Linked DNA regions of Oryctolagus cuniculus: region 2 is linked to region 1. The links are chromatin contacts, called in public Hi-C maps. All regions are on one chromosome and are shown on one strand. The core of a region is the stretch at or near the end of the contact, and the rest is flanking DNA. Distances in the headings are between cores, read along the strand shown. Region 1 overlaps HLCS (holocarboxylase synthetase). Region 2 overlaps HLCS (holocarboxylase synthetase).

What was found. A called contact is a pair of places that touch in the nucleus more often than the background predicts.
Region 2: a contact with region 1 is called in a Hi-C map of skin fibroblasts, with 6 times the contacts expected there. The contact joins two enhancer-like sites. A contact is called at or near these places in 2 of 6 Hi-C or Micro-C datasets (psoas muscle and skin fibroblasts).

Annotation. Positions count from the first base shown.
Region 1 is chr4:7,974,767-7,982,195 of mOryCun1.1, reverse strand. All of the region lies in intron 5 of HLCS (holocarboxylase synthetase), which reads right to left. Among named protein-coding and RNA genes, the nearest start is that of HLCS, 50 kb to the right of the region's middle. Within about 2 kb of position 3,140, at least 1 of the 8 cell types and tissues checked has an H3K27ac peak or open chromatin away from gene starts, as enhancers often do.
Region 2 is chr4:8,132,146-8,139,574 of mOryCun1.1, reverse strand. It overlaps HLCS (holocarboxylase synthetase), which reads right to left. Exons shown (of 11, transcript XM_051833635.2): 7 at 4,627-4,694; 8 at 2,877-3,037. Among named protein-coding and RNA genes, the nearest start is that of SIM2, 58 kb to the left of the region's middle. Within about 2 kb of position 4,189, at least 2 of the 8 cell types and tissues checked have an H3K27ac peak or open chromatin away from gene starts, as enhancers often do.

The DNA of each region.
Region 1 (7,429 bases), core at 1,891-4,390:
GGGGGCTGGAAAGCGAGGGCGAAGCGACGCATAGGCAGCTGCGGGCTGAAACAACGGCAAAACCAAGGAAGCAGAGAACGCTCAGCAGAAGGGAGCCTCCTCTTCCTGTCTGTGATGCACGGACAGACAGACCCCAGCTGCTTTTCCACGGAGGCCACTGCCTGGCAAGGACCCTGTCCCCCTGCCAATCCCAGACGCAGCAACGGCAGCCCCCAGCACCCCAAGTTGCCCCGATCCTCCCAGCTCAGGGCAGGGACACGGAGGATTGCCATCAGGGCTGAAGCCTCCGAGTCGTTGCAAACGGATTTCTAAGGGGCAGCTCGCTTCTCAGGGCGGCACTGTCACGTTACCGGCAAGAATGGTGCGAAACGTGCTCCCGGCTCCAACACACAGCCAGCCCAGAACTGAGGCAGACCCCGACCCGCTAGCTCCGTCAGTGTCGGCAGGGAGAAGGACGCTTACACGGCTTTCCCCCACAGTGGGCGCCCACCACCAGGCCCCCTGGGGTCCCCGGCCCCTGTTCTGCACCTCATCACGGGGAGCCCTTTGATCATGCCCTCAAGCAACCCGCTACTCGCGCCGCTCGCTCCCTGGGATGTATTTTTTTGGACTTGGGAGACAAAAGTCTGCTCTTAAGAATGTTCCAAGGCTTCCAGAGCCGGCTTCGACCGCCCTCCCCGGGAGGCAGCGCCATGATCCACACCCTCACACATGGCAGCGATTAGGGGCTGGTGCCGAAGACGGAAAGCATTTGGTCTTGCAGGGCTTTTTATTCCAAAAGAGCCTGTTTCCCATCCACAAATTTGTGACTGCATAAACGGTAGATATAAATAGTCTGGGAAATACAAGCACTCCTCCTGGACTGGGTGCCACCCCACGGAGGATGCTCCGTCCGGCTGCCAGCCCTGGTCACCCCATCCCGGGGCCAGGCAGCCAACGCCGCAGCCCACAGAAATCACAGGTCACAGCAAAACCCGTGAAAAGGGAAAAGCCAGGCGGAGTTGTGTGGGTCCCCGACTCCCGCCAGCATTTTCCCGGTCTCTGCCTTGACTTCAACCCTGAAAGATCGACCCCCCACAGAAACTGCTAGAAACAAGACTCCAATAGCAAGACAGGGCACACGGCAGCTGAAAAGCCACCTCCTCCCGAAAGCACTAATTTCTAAAAGGGAGCTAAGGAAAACACCCGGCTATTATTTCTCTCGCATTTCCACGTCAAGACTCCTCATGTCACCTTTTGCTGTGGGTATTACGTTTGATAACAGGAAATCAGTCAGAATGAACAAAACATTTCCAGTGTAGGTGAAGGGGAGAAAGAAAGGAGAGAGAGAGGTACGTATATGAAAGACCCTTTAAAACATGCATAGCTGTAAAAGCTTTTAAATGTGTGCTTTAATCTGCCAGCTGCTCTCGGCCGGCCCCGTCCCGTAAAACGCAGCCACCAGACCTCCGCAGCCGCGTGTCAAACGCTACTCAGCGTGCACCTGGAACTCTGACGCTCCCATCTCCAGAAAGTATTCTTTTAACGGCGTTTTACAATAACGCTAGAAGTGTCTTTCTCGCTGTACATTCAAGATTCAAAGCAAGGATTAAAGGTGCGAGAAGGGGAGGAGTCCGTGTCAAATACCTTGCTGGGGGAAAAAAAAGGCAAGCAAAGACTTCTTTTACAGTGCAGAATTCTAATGAGAACTTGTTAGAAAAATCACGACATGTTGTACAGCCCACTGTCCTATTCCCAGCGGTAAGGAGCGAGCTTGCCAGGCCCCAGGCCACAGGGTCGGGGCCACCGTGAGACCCCGACTCACATAAGGGGCTCCGCTGAGTCTAGGGCACGCCACAACTGTGGGAAATTATCTCTTGCTTCCCAGAAGGCATTGCAGCGAGGCCTTGTGCCTAGTAGGCACTCAGATGTCCGCTCAGTGCAGGGGTGGGTGAGAGGAGGAGGAGTATGAGCCATGTGGACTGACTTAGTCCATGTTTCTTCATAAAGCAATCGATGTCACTGGTGCATACATCAGAACGGCAGGGTGCACACCCTAGATACAGACAATAAAAAGTCAACGTGTAAAAAAGTAATTCCCTGAGTAGTAGAGGCTAAGCCTGGAGCTTCTTCCACCCGTTTACAAACACCAAAGCGATTCTCACCAGCGATATCGTTTTTGAGGGAGTGAGGAATAAAAAGGTTTCACAGTAAATAATTTTAGGCGGAATCAAACTGAAAAGTGAAAACTCGTTTTTAAGTATATATTATTCATCCCCAAACTCCCACGCTACCAACACCGCGCACACACGCCCCGTGGTGATTTTGCCCCCTTACTTTAATAACAAACTCGGTTGTCACTTCTTGTTACGCTCACACATCCTGACCCCGCGGGGAGAGTAACCAGACACCCTCTCGCAGGGCTCCTGCCAAAAGGCCGCCGCTGCTACTTCTCAGGCCGCCTACCCCGCGCCCAGAAGGATCCCAGGCTTCTTCGTTTGGGAAAAAAAGATGGTGCTCCCCAGATCCAGGGTGGGAAACCCCCCGGCTGAAGGGGCTGCCACGTGACAGTCACCTGCCTTCCTGAGGTGGGGGACCTCCCACCCTGTTCTGGCTCTGGCAGGAGGCTCTGGGGGTGGGCGTCGGGGGAGCTGGCTCTATCCCCACTCACAGGTGTGGGGTCCCAGAATCCTGCGGCCCCTCTCCAAGAGAACTTCTCCTGCCCTCTTCCCTTCGCCACGTGTCTGGCAGAGGTAAAAACGGAAATGGAAGCCAGCGCCCCAGAGGCAAGAAAGTCTTCACCAGGAAAAAACTGTGTTCCTTCCACAAAACTAACCCTTACAGAAAATAAAACCCATGAACATTTGCTACGAAATATCAAGTATTTTTTCCTGAGTTCTTCAAGAGAAACGACTGTGGTTTTTGTTTTTGTTTTGTTTTGTTTTGTTTTCCATAAAAATCAGTGTCTCCCACCAATACCCCGGAGCTCTCCCACCCAGGATGGTGTGCTCCTGCTAACTTCCTGTCACCACCAACAGTGGGAGCTGGACCAGGCGGCCTCTGAGCAATCCTGCTCCATGACAGCTTGCGGTCAACCACGCAGTCCACCAGCCCCACCCCCACCCCCGACACCGGCAGAGAGGAAGCCCCAAGGGGAGGGGGCGGTCAGCTCACACTCACACCTGATGGTCCCAGCTGTCACACGCCACTGAGCCAGTCAAAGCGGCTGACCCGCAAAGCGAAACCTCTTAAATGTAGAGGTCAAAAACGACATTCCACTCTTGTAACCTTCAAGTTTTAGCCACCTTCAAAAACCCAATGGCCTAGTGTAATCTTTCGGTTTTTAATAACTGGCCTGGCTCATTATATAACTAATATGCTCATCACAGAAAACAGGTCCAATACACAAAAGGTTTCCCAAGATCTCTATTAAAATCATCTAAAAGCCCACCGCCTGACATGCGCCCTCCACACAGGACTCACGCATGTGTGCATGTATGTGCGTGTGGGGCATGTGCTCTGCAGGTCAGCGTGTGACGGCCGTGTGGAGCCCTCTGTGTCCGTCCTGGCCCTGAGGTTAGGCTGCACGTGGAGACCGAGGCTGGAGAGCCCAGCTTGGCCACCGGGCCTGCACCCAGCAAAGCTTTGCTTCCTCCTGTTGCTGTGCCTGGGGACACGCCCGGAGTCACCCACGACTGGGTTTTCGTGTGGGGATTACATGCTACCGTGGTGTCTGGGTGTCGCTGAAGGTGGCCTCGGGCAAATGCTGAGGACCCGTGGTCCCTGGGGGCTGTTGTTCCCTACTGGGCGGGCCACGCCGTTCCCCAATCCTCCCTTGTAACAGAGACGCACACGGGAGCTTCATAAATCTTCTGTGCCGTTCCCCATAAAGCGCAAGTGTCAAGGCACCCAAGTGCATAAACACAGCTGGTCTGCAGTGAAACTATTTAGATAACTGGTGTATTTATTTTGTTCTTTCATATCCCATACCGTAACAAGACCCAGTACACCGCGAATGTCGAGTGAAAGACGAGTGTTATTGACTGTGACATTGAAATAATTTCTACAGGCCCCCAAAGAAAGTGTCACCAATATAATGGGAAACTACCAAAGCACACTACGCGAAATTGATATAGAAAGAAACAAATGCAAACTCTGAATCACTTCAGAGTTCTAGGGGCTGGTGCACCAGGCAGCCTAGCTCAGCAGCGACACCTGCTGGTGCGAGGTCGCAGCTCCCCCGCCGTGGAGCACAGCCCAGGAAGCCGGAAGCCAAGAGGCAGCGGCACAGAGGCTAAGACCACCACAGTCAGCAAGCGCCTATCTTCAAAGCCGTGTGCACGGAAACCCTCCGGGAACCTGAACCTCAGGAGAACCTGAGACCTTGAATTCTGACATTTCCTTCCACCACGGATTCGGGTTTTCTAAGTAGAGCAATAAACAATAAGAAATGGATGGGGGGTGGGGGGTGAGCGCTGTGGTGCAGCAGGCAAAGCCACTGCCTGTGATGCCAGCATCCCAAATGGGCACCAGTTCGAGTCCCAGCTGCTCTGCTTCTGATCTCGCTCCCTGCTGATGGTCCGGGAAACCAGCAGAAGATGGCTTGGCCAAGTGCTTGGGCCCCTGCACCCACGTGGGAAACCTAGAAGAAGCTCCTGGCTTCGGATCTGCCCAGCTCCGGTCATTGTGGTCATTTGGGGAAAGGAAATGAATATGTATAATTCTAAGCCGGACCAAAAAGAAAAACATGTTTTCTCATATTTGGGGTAGTTACTACACAGAGCCATACTAGTATAGTTTTCATTATCTATGATTATTTTTGAATTGACTGTATGTGAGTGAAATGGGCATCTTTTCATTGGATTATGGTTTACTGCCCTTGCCTATAGTTCCCTCTGAATTACAGTCTTTTTACTTTTTATTTGTTGAACTCTTTATCTAGTGGAGCATTAAGCCTCTGACCATTATGTAAATTAAAAGCATATTAACTCAAAAATTAAAAAAGAAGGAAAGCATCACTATACTTTTGTACCTACGGACTACACTGAATCTGTTCTCTTTGCAGTCATGTAACATTAACACGAGAACTGTGTCGCAGTAATTTGCTGTAACCAAGACTCTCATGTAGCAATAAATTCCTAAAAAATGAATATGAATATGTACAACAATTCATGCATTCAGCTCCTTAAGCTCCGCAAGTAAAATATAATTCAATAACAAAAAGCGACTGAGGTGCGAGCATTTGGCGCATTTTGCTACTTGGGACACCTGCGTTGCATGCTGGAGTGCCTGGACTGGGGCTCTGGCCCTGCTGCGGATTCTAGCTTCCCACATACACCTGGGAGGTAGCAGGTGATGGCTCCAGTACTGGGTCTCTGCCACCCACGTGGAAGACTTGGGTTGAATTCCTGGCCCCAACCTCAGCCTTGCCCAGCCCCAAATGTTGCCGGCATTCAGGGAATAAATCAGTGGGTGGGAGATCTCTCTCTCTCTCTCTCTCTCTCTCTCTCTCTCTCTCCCTCCCTCCCTCCCTCTCTCTCTTTCTTTTCTCTCACTCAAAAAAAAAATTTTTTTTTAAAAGAAAGAAAAACATTTTAAAAAGGAAAGAGCGATTGGGAAGAAGTCCACAGCACAGACATCCACAAAGACCAACAAGGTCAGGGACCCAGAACGAGAAGTCAGCATTTCTGAAAACTGTTCTTTTCCAAAACCATCATGTAATAAGGGGCTTACCAGGGCATGTTTGGGAATCTGTACACAGAACAGAAATGTGTCTTACTCATGTTCAACCACTTCATTCCCATGGTTCTTCTTTTTATATCGATTTATGCATTTATGGAAAGGCAGAGTTACAGAAAGAGAGGGTGAGACAGAGAGAGAGAGGTCTTCCATCTGCTGGTTCACTCCCCACTTGCCCACAATGGACAAGACTGGCCCAGGCTGAAGCCAGGGGACAGGAGAGTGATGCAGGTCTCCCACTTGGGTGGCGGGGGGCAATTATTTGAGTCATCACCACTATCTCCCAGGGTGTGCACTAGCAGGAAGCCAGAGCCAGGAGCCAGGAGCCAGGTATCAAATCCAGACATTCCAATAAGGGACAAGAGGGGTTGCCGCTATGGTGTGGCAGGTAAAGCCGCCACCTGCAGTGCCAGAACCCCGTATGGACTCTGGTTCTAGTCCCGGCTGCTCTACTTCTGATCCAGCTCTCTGCTATGGCCTGGGAAAGCAGTAGAAGAAGGACAAGTCCTTGGACCCCTACACCCACGTGGAAAAAACTCCTGGCTCCTGGCTTCGGATCGGCATGATTCCAGCCATTGTGGCCATTTAAGGAGTAAACCAGCAGATAGAAGACACTCTCTCTCTCTGCCTCTGCCTCTGCCTCTCTGTAACTCTGCCTTTCAAATAAATAAATAAATCTTTCAAAAAATAAATTTTAAGAAAATAAAAGTAAAAAAAATTAAGGGACATGGGAGCCCGAGCTGCATCCTGAGCCCTAGGCTAACTCCTGCCCTGGTGCGTGCTGTGACACAAGCAGACACAGAACGCAGAGCTCTGTCTAGCTATCCAGGTCATTCCCATCCTAAAGAATATACCCAAAGGTCAAGAGTTCCAATCTCCTGCTCACAGGAGAAAAAACGAAGGCCATTCCTTCCTCTCCACTCTGTGTCCACGAGTCCAAGAGCCCAGTCCCAAGAGCAGCATGGTCAGAACTCCTGGGAACAGCCAGGGATTACTGCCAAGGGCAAGTCCGGTCTACCTCGCTCCTGCCCTCCCAGGCTTACAAGCAAGCACCTGCTCACCAGGCCAGCCTCAGAATCCCCCATGTGGGAAGAGGGCTGAGGAGGTGCAGGAGAGTAACTGCTGCCCTGGGCCCAGCACCCTCGTCCACACAGCCCTGCTCCACTCCTCCAAGACTGGAGGCTCTAAGGACGGCCACATTGGTGACTTTCTGTGTCACAAAAAGGCGGGGGGTGGAGAGGCAGTGCTGTGGTGCAGCAGGTCAAGCCGCTGTCTGCGACACCCGTAACCCACAGGGGCAGAGTCCCGGCTGCCCCACTTCTGATCCAGCTCCCTGCTAATGCACCACGAAGGCAGCCAAAGATGGGCAAAGTACTCGGGCCTCTGCCGCAAACATGGGAGACACAAGAAGCTCCTGATTCCTGGCTTCAGCCTGGCCCAGCCCTGGCTGCTGCAGCCGTTTGGGGAGTGAACCAGAGGACGGAAGCGCTCTCTTCCTCTCTCTCCCCTTCTCTCTCTGTCACTCTGCCTTTAAAATAAATAAATACATCTTTTTAAAAAAAAAATGTGGTGCCGGCCAGTGCCGCGGCTCACTAGGCTAATCCTCCACCTACGGCACCAGCACCCCAGGTTCTAGTCCCAGTTGGGGCGCCAGTTCTGTCCCGGTTGCCCCTCTTCCAGGCCAGCTCTCTGCTGTGGCCAGGGAGTGCAG
Region 2 (7,429 bases), core at 2,940-5,439, 160 kb before region 1:
TGGAAGGGACAGGTGTCTGGCCTAGTGGCTAAGATGCCAGTGGGGATGCCCACTTCCCATAGCAGAGGGCCTGGGTTTGAGTCCTGGCTCCACTTCTGATTCCAGCTGCCTGCTAAGGCACACCTGAGAGGCAGCAGGTGACGGTTCAAGCACTTGGGTTCCTGCCACCTACGTGGGAGATCCAGGTGGAGTTCCTGGCTTCTGGCTTCAGCCTGGTCCAGCCTTGGCTGTTGCACGCATGTGGAGAGTAGATTAGTGGACAGAGATTTCTGTCTTTTCTTCTCTGCCTTTCACACAAATTAATAAACAGGGACCTCCCCTCCCCTCCCCTCCCCTCCCCGCCCCTGCCCTGCCCTCCCCTCTCCTCTTCTCTCTCTCTCTCTCTTTCTCTGTCATTATCCCTTTCAAACAAACAAATAAATAAATGGTTTGTTCTTAAAAAGATGCAGAGAAGAGGGGAGGTGCAGGGACCAGGGTGGAAGGGAGGGTGCAGCAGCCCCGCAGGGACTTTGCAAACAGGAGCAGGTGGCCCCCAGTGAGCTGTGGAGGCCATGGAGAGCCATGGAACGAGGCTGTCTCTGGTCTGCGGGCAGTGGTCATGATCTGTGTGCTGATGGTGACATCTAGCTAGGGACAAGTTGGGGCCCAAGTGAAGGCCACAAGAAAAGTGAGCTATACCTGACCGGGGCCTATGCCAGTCGTTCAGGGAAACAATAAACCCACAAAGTCAACGTCGCATCTCAGAGAAGGGACTGAGACAGGCGACTGTGGATCTGGGAGAACTTTGGTGGCAGCCTCCTAAGGAGGACGGAGGCCCCTCGAGACCCCCACCCGACCCCCAACCCCGCACCACTGAGGGCAAGCTTCCCACCTCCCTCCAGTCCATCTGCCCCCAGTGCCTGGCACAGCATCCCACCAGGCTAATGAGTGAGGCTACAAGGTCAAAATCAAAGCCATGAACAAGCTCAACACACTCATTTAACATTTTAGATTCACTATGTGCATTAAAATGTACTTCAAGAAGTTGGTGGAAATGGATTTAAAAGATACGTTTACTTTGGTGCAAAAAAACAGGAATGCAGGCACAGTTTTTTCATAATATGCATTTCCGTGAACTGTGTGAAGACCTCTCGGAATGCATGGATCTCAACATTCCTTTGCACCAAAACAAACATCTTTTAATTCCATTTCCCGCCAACAGTATGCTTGCATTTTCCTGTCGCTAGCGTTAAAAATAGCTTCTCCAGCGACAGAACTTCGCATTGTTAACAGCTTCCTGTGAATCGGAGTGGCCAGCTCAGGGGCTGCGGACCAGCACTGGGTGTCCTACAGCAAGCGAGGGCCGTGCCTGGCAGTAAGTGTCCGTGACAGTGACTTCTGGAATTTCCGGGAACATGGACTGCGGGGTTGTCTGTGTCTGTGGAACACAGAGAGGCACACGCACACACAGGGAACATGAGGCTGTGCCATGTGGGGAGGATTTGAACACCAAGGACGGACTCCTGAGTCTCCTTTGAGCTCTGTGCTCTTAACATCTTGCTTCAGGATTCAATATAATCTTTTCTTTTTTTTAAAAGTTTTACATGGCAGCTATAGGTGGTGGGAGGCAGGGGAGGAATCCCTTTTTCATATCCACGTGAGATTCTTCCAGGAGCCTTTTGTGTATGTGTGGGATGCACGGGGAGCAGAGCTCAAATATGGAAGAAAAGGCTTCTTTTTTTTTTTTTTTTTTTTTTTGACAGGCAGAGTGGACAGTGAGAGAGAGAGACAGAGAGAAAGGTCTTCCTTTGCCGTTGGTTCACCCTCCAATGGCCGCTGTGGCCGGCGCACCACACTGATCCGATGGCAGGAGCCAGGTACTTCCTCCTGGTCTCCCATGCGGGTGCAGGGCCCAAGCACTTGGGCCATCCTCCACTGCACTCCCTGGCCACAGCAGAGAGCTGGCCTGGAAGAGGAGCAACCGGGATAGAATCCGGCGCCCCGACCGGGACTAGAACCCGGCGTGCCGGCACCGCAAGGTGGAGGATTAGCCTAGTGAGCCACGGCGCTGGCTCTTTCTCTTCTTAAAGACTTATTTATTTATTTGAAGGGCAGAGTTACAGAGAAGGACAGAAAGAGAGAGAGAAAAAGAGAGAGAGATCTTCCATCTGCCCATTCATTCCACAAATGGCTGCAACAGCTTGGGCTAGTCCAGGCTGAAGCCAGGAGTCAGGAGTGTCTTCCAGGTCTCCCACATGGGTGAAGGGGCCCAAGGATTTGGGCCTACTGCTTTCCCAAGTGCATTAGCAGGAAGCTGACAGCTGGGACATGAACCAGCACTCATAGAGGATGCTGGCACTGCAGGTGGCAGCTTAACCAGCCACGCCACAGCGCCAGCCCCTCTTCTTAATGACTGACACCAAATCATCTGGCAGTGATAATGGTGCAGGCACATCTCTCCTGACAGCTGGGGACGAGGGTCCCAAACAGCCCAGGATGTTGAACGTGGTCAACCGCAGACAAAGTCTGAGGAGCACAGACTACAGGATTTAGATAAGGTCAGAAATGGGAAGGATTTTGGGGTCTCTAAAATAAGACATTCAACAGAAAACACAAACAGCTCCCATCCACTCCGACACCCAAGAATCATCCAAAGTTGTAAAAGGTGTGTCCTTATCAGGGTATCTGAGAATCAGGAGACCCAGGGATCCGGTGACCCCGAGGCAGCAGTGGCACCTGGGGGCGTTCTCACAACGCCAACAGCACTTGGCCGCCAGCTCTGGCGAGGGCAGGTAGAGGCTCAGTCCCACCGAGCGACCAAGCGGACATGGGCTCCACACACAAACGAGCCGGATCCTGCACGTTTCCAGGAGGCAGTGACTGTCCGCGGTACTCACCTGATACTCGGGGATGGCCCTGACCGCTTCCACGACGGCCAGCGACATCAGATGCTGCACGAAGGGGATCCTCTGTCCCAGCGGGGACCTCAGCGGGATGGAGACCAGCAGCGTGGAAAGGGCGCATCCCGCGGGGCTCAGCCAAGCATTGCGTCCTCGCCCTGCAACACAGGCCCTGCTGGTCACAGGGACGGCCTCGGCCGCGTGCACAGGACAGCCCTCCCACCGGAATCCGCCTGCACTTCTTACAGTTACTGTGGGGCTACTGGGCTTGACTCAGGAGGAGAAAAGCGACTCAAAACTGGAGGGTCTGTGGCCGAGGAGGTTTCCAATAATTAGCACCACGTCCGCTCTCTGTGGCCCACCGTTCACGCTGCGATGATTCGCGGCCTCACAGTGTGTATCACTCTAAGCTTCATACTCGCCACAGGGCCGTGCAGGCGACAACAGAGTGGCTGGGAAACCACAGTGAACCTATACCGACCCACGCCAAGTTCTGGGAACTATATTTTAGAGGTGCCCCCTCTGGCATAGCCTGGCAAATGTATTAGAAACCATAGCTGCACACCCTAAATGGAGAAATTGTCTGGCACATGGATTACGTTTCAGTAAAACTGTTTAAAGGGAAAAAAAAAAAAAAAAAAAGATCCCGGCTTCCTGCACCCTGGGAAGCAGCAGGGGATGGCCTAAGTACCTGGGCCCCTGCCACCCACATTGGAGACCCGGATGGAGTTCCTGGCTCCAGGCTTTGGCCTGGCCCAACCCCAGCTGTTGCCGGGATTTGGCAAGTAAACCAGCGCATGAAAGGTCTCTCTCTTTCTCTTTGTTTCTGTTTCTCTGCCTTTCAAATTAAAAATGAAAATAAATAAATGGAAAAGGAGTTTTTCAAAAAGATCCCTCATATTAACTCGGTAAGTTGTTCCTTTTCCTGAAGCAGAATTCAGGAAAATAAAACAATCAAAATGAGAGGTACACTTAATTGAAGTCCGTACTGAGTCCCATAGCTTTTGATAAAATGAATTTCTTTTTTCTCTTTGACTTATGTTCCAAAGACAGATCCAAGGGAAAGAATTGGGAAACAGTAGATTCCTTATTTCTTTGCTTCCTTTGAGAAAAACCACAGGAGCCTCCAAGAGCTAAAAAGTACACGTGGGTTGCCCTGGTGCTGCCGGCTGGGGGCAGGGGCCAGCCATCCGCCGGGTCCCACCAGGTGCCCCTGCACAGACCGGGGAAGGAACTGCTCCAGGCCAGGCCCTAGGTGGGTGTTGGGAGGACCTGGGCTCTCAGCTCCAGCGCCTGCAGGTGTGTACACCCTGAGCGGTGCTCTGCTTTCCTTCCGGGTCAGTCTGTGGATGGGCACTGCACGTGCAGCGGGGGTGGGGCCTGGCAAGCCACAGGCTCCTCCTGTGACAGCCAGCACAGGCCCGGGAGGCACCTCCTGGGGAACCTCCAGAAAGGAAATGCCCTGAGAACACAGCCACGAGCCAGTGTGCGAGGGAGGAGAACGTCCAAGTTGTAGGGAAGCGGGTGTGCCAGCCACCACGGGCGAATGTCAAGTGACTGACAGGCACCATCCTCCAAGAGAAAGCCTTCACTGTGCCCAGGCTGCACCTGCCCAGTCGCCGTTTCCTGCCCTCTCCCTACGTCCCAGGAAGTCATGGAAACAGAGTCCAAGCCCCAGCTGCTGCGCCCGAGCGTCACAGATTCCAGGAGAGAAGAGTTAACGGCAACGTCACGAACGATGACTGACCTTTGCCCTGGGTTTGCCGGACCGCGATGGCTATTAAACCCATTTCCGGTGGCATCTCAAACATCAACCTGCAAATGAGGGGAAAGACCGGTCAGCCAGAACCGCCAGAACAGGACACAGGCGCTCAGACAGGAGGGGGCCGGCATCTGCGTTCACCTGCGGGGCTGTGGCCAGGGAAGAGCCCGCTTCCCGCTCCAACCCTGGGCAGAAAAGCAAGGCCAGGAGGGACAGTCCCTCTCCCGGGGGACGCCCCTGTGGTGAGAATCCTTGCAAAAGGGTGAACCAAAAAGGCGGGGGAGGAGAGCGTGGCAGGTGTACCTGCCTGAGCTTTATCCCGTTTACCTAAGGCTGGGTTCGTTGACATTTCCCCAGAACATCTTATCAAGGTCCCCCTTCTTCGAGTGACAACCTAGCAATCGCCAACATTTGTTCCTACTTACGGTGCGTTTCTGTTCAAACGGCCAAAATCCAATCGCCACAGAAGTTTCTGATTACTCAGAAAGCCAATATGGTGGCAATAAAGCCGTTTAAAAGACACACTATCCCCTGAGAACTAATTATGCCTTAACTCTCGTAAATAAATCCACACCTTCTGAGAACTACGGACAGCATCACTGCAGGCTGCGGGTCTGCTTTTAAAACGGTTTCATTTAAAAGAACACAAAGTTCCCTGCGGGGGAGAGGTACGGATGGGCTGCATCTCCACAGACTTCTTCTCTGTACCGGGGAAAAACACCCCAAACCCTCACTGGGAACCGTCTCCAAGTTCCACCGCACCTATTTTAACTCGGTGCGGGGACAGCTTCCTCCGGGGTCCCGGCGGTTCCTGATCGGGGATAGAGCACACGCAGTGCCTGGTAGCACTGATTAAACACAGCCCGAGCCCGAGTCAGGTTCCCTCACTTGTCGGTGCAGCTGGAAGGGCCCCTTTGGAAGGGGCGTGGCAGGGGCCGGGGCCAGGGCCGGAGTGGGGGGGTGAGGACGGCCTGGAATTTTGCATTCACCAGAGCTTCCACTACAGGGTTTGGAGTGTTCCACAGCATGGGGGACGTTAAAGGAGCAACCCGGCTCTCTTCCACGCTCAAGGAAGCGGGTGGACCTTCATAAATAGCTGGAGCTCCCAGCAACAGAAGAGCAGAGACAAGCTACACAGTGCCCCCTGCACACCGCAGGCTCACGGAGCTCTGTCTGCCCCTGCATGAGGGGCACAGTTAGGAAAGCAGAGCCCCGAGGGTCCCTGATGGGTGAAGAAGGTCGTGCAGGGCTGTGCTGGTGGGACGGTCGTCTCCCCACTCCCCAGCCCCGGCTGCTGCAGCAGGCATGGGGCACTCCGGGCAAGCCGTCCGTGTGCCAGTCCCTCTTCCATCGTGCATGAAATACAGCCCAGGACGTATTTCTCTTGGACACTGTGAATGACTCATTGAGATGGGGTGTGCCCATGCTTCGCTGGGCCCCGAGAATAAAGCGTCCCTTTCTTGTGCCGGCCCGGCAGCAAGGCCTGAGAAGGATTCTTTGTCCACGCTGGGAGCTAACATTGTCTTCCAGGAGTGCTTGCTCCCCAAAGGCCGGGGGCGGGGGGCTGTAAGGGGCGCACGCTGGGAGCAGACTGCAGGCCATCTAGGATGTTCTTTAAATAAACATGGAGGCAGCAGACAGTCAAAGGCTGGAGCCAGGGATGGAGATGGCGATGGCGGGAGGGGTGGGGGACGCAGGAAAAGCGTGGGTTCGGAAACCAAACACAGACTCGGAGAACAAAGAGAAATGATTAACGGAACACGTGCGCTAAACTGCTGGCGGCTCAGGGCAGCAGCTCCCAGGGCATATTAATCAGCAGAGCGAGTCTGCGCTGCCCAAGGCCGAGAGGGGATTTCTGCACAGAGGGAGCCGGGAGACGCCCGGGCGAGGAAGGGGCTCGGCTCAGTTTGAGACAACTGGAGGCCGCCAGATTTATTCGTGCCATCTGAGATAACTCTGGGGGCTCAGCCCGACCACAAAGGCACATTCAGGAACTCTGTGAATTTCGCGTTTCTGAGTACCAAGCGAAGCTGCGCCCGCTTGCGTTAGTAGGAGGCAACCACCAGGCTCGTCCTCCAGGGGCTCGGCAAGGCTGCTCACGCCACAGAGCAAAGAACGACCCCTGGTTCACCTCCCTGCCTCTGTACATTTCCTTTCCTCACTGGCCCAGGCTGAGGACACACAGGCTCCCAGGTCCGGGCTGGACCCCTGCGTTGTGACCCTGGAACGTCCGAGCGAGGGAGGGTCACGGTGCCGCTGCTGCCACGGCCTCCCAGGGGGCTTGGTTTCCACGAGATCTGGAGGGAAGCTCCCCTAACTCAGGCTCACCCAGAATACATGCTAGAAAGAACGGGTAGAACTTCTGAATGAACGAAAATGTGAAGTCCGACCCGGTCTGTCCACGTCCATCACGGTGTCGTGGAAGTGAGAATCTGGAAACAGCCTCACCTCTCAACAGGGGAACGGTTAAACACGGTGTGGAACATGAAGTCAGGCAGTGATTTGTGGTCATTACAGTCGACAGGCATGAAGATACGCAACACGCAAAAAGATGCTTGCACACAATGCTCAATAAAAAAGAAGAACATAAACTCCACGGAAACTTTCATTCCCACTATGTAAAACTCACAGAAAAAGGAGGGAGTGCGATTTGACAAAATGTTAACTGTAGCTACATTAGGATGATTCTTTTTCTTGTGTTTAAATTTTTCTTTCATATGATTGGTTACCTTTTAATTTAAAAGTGACTTTTAAACTTTTCGGGGGGTTAAAAGCATGCACTTTACCT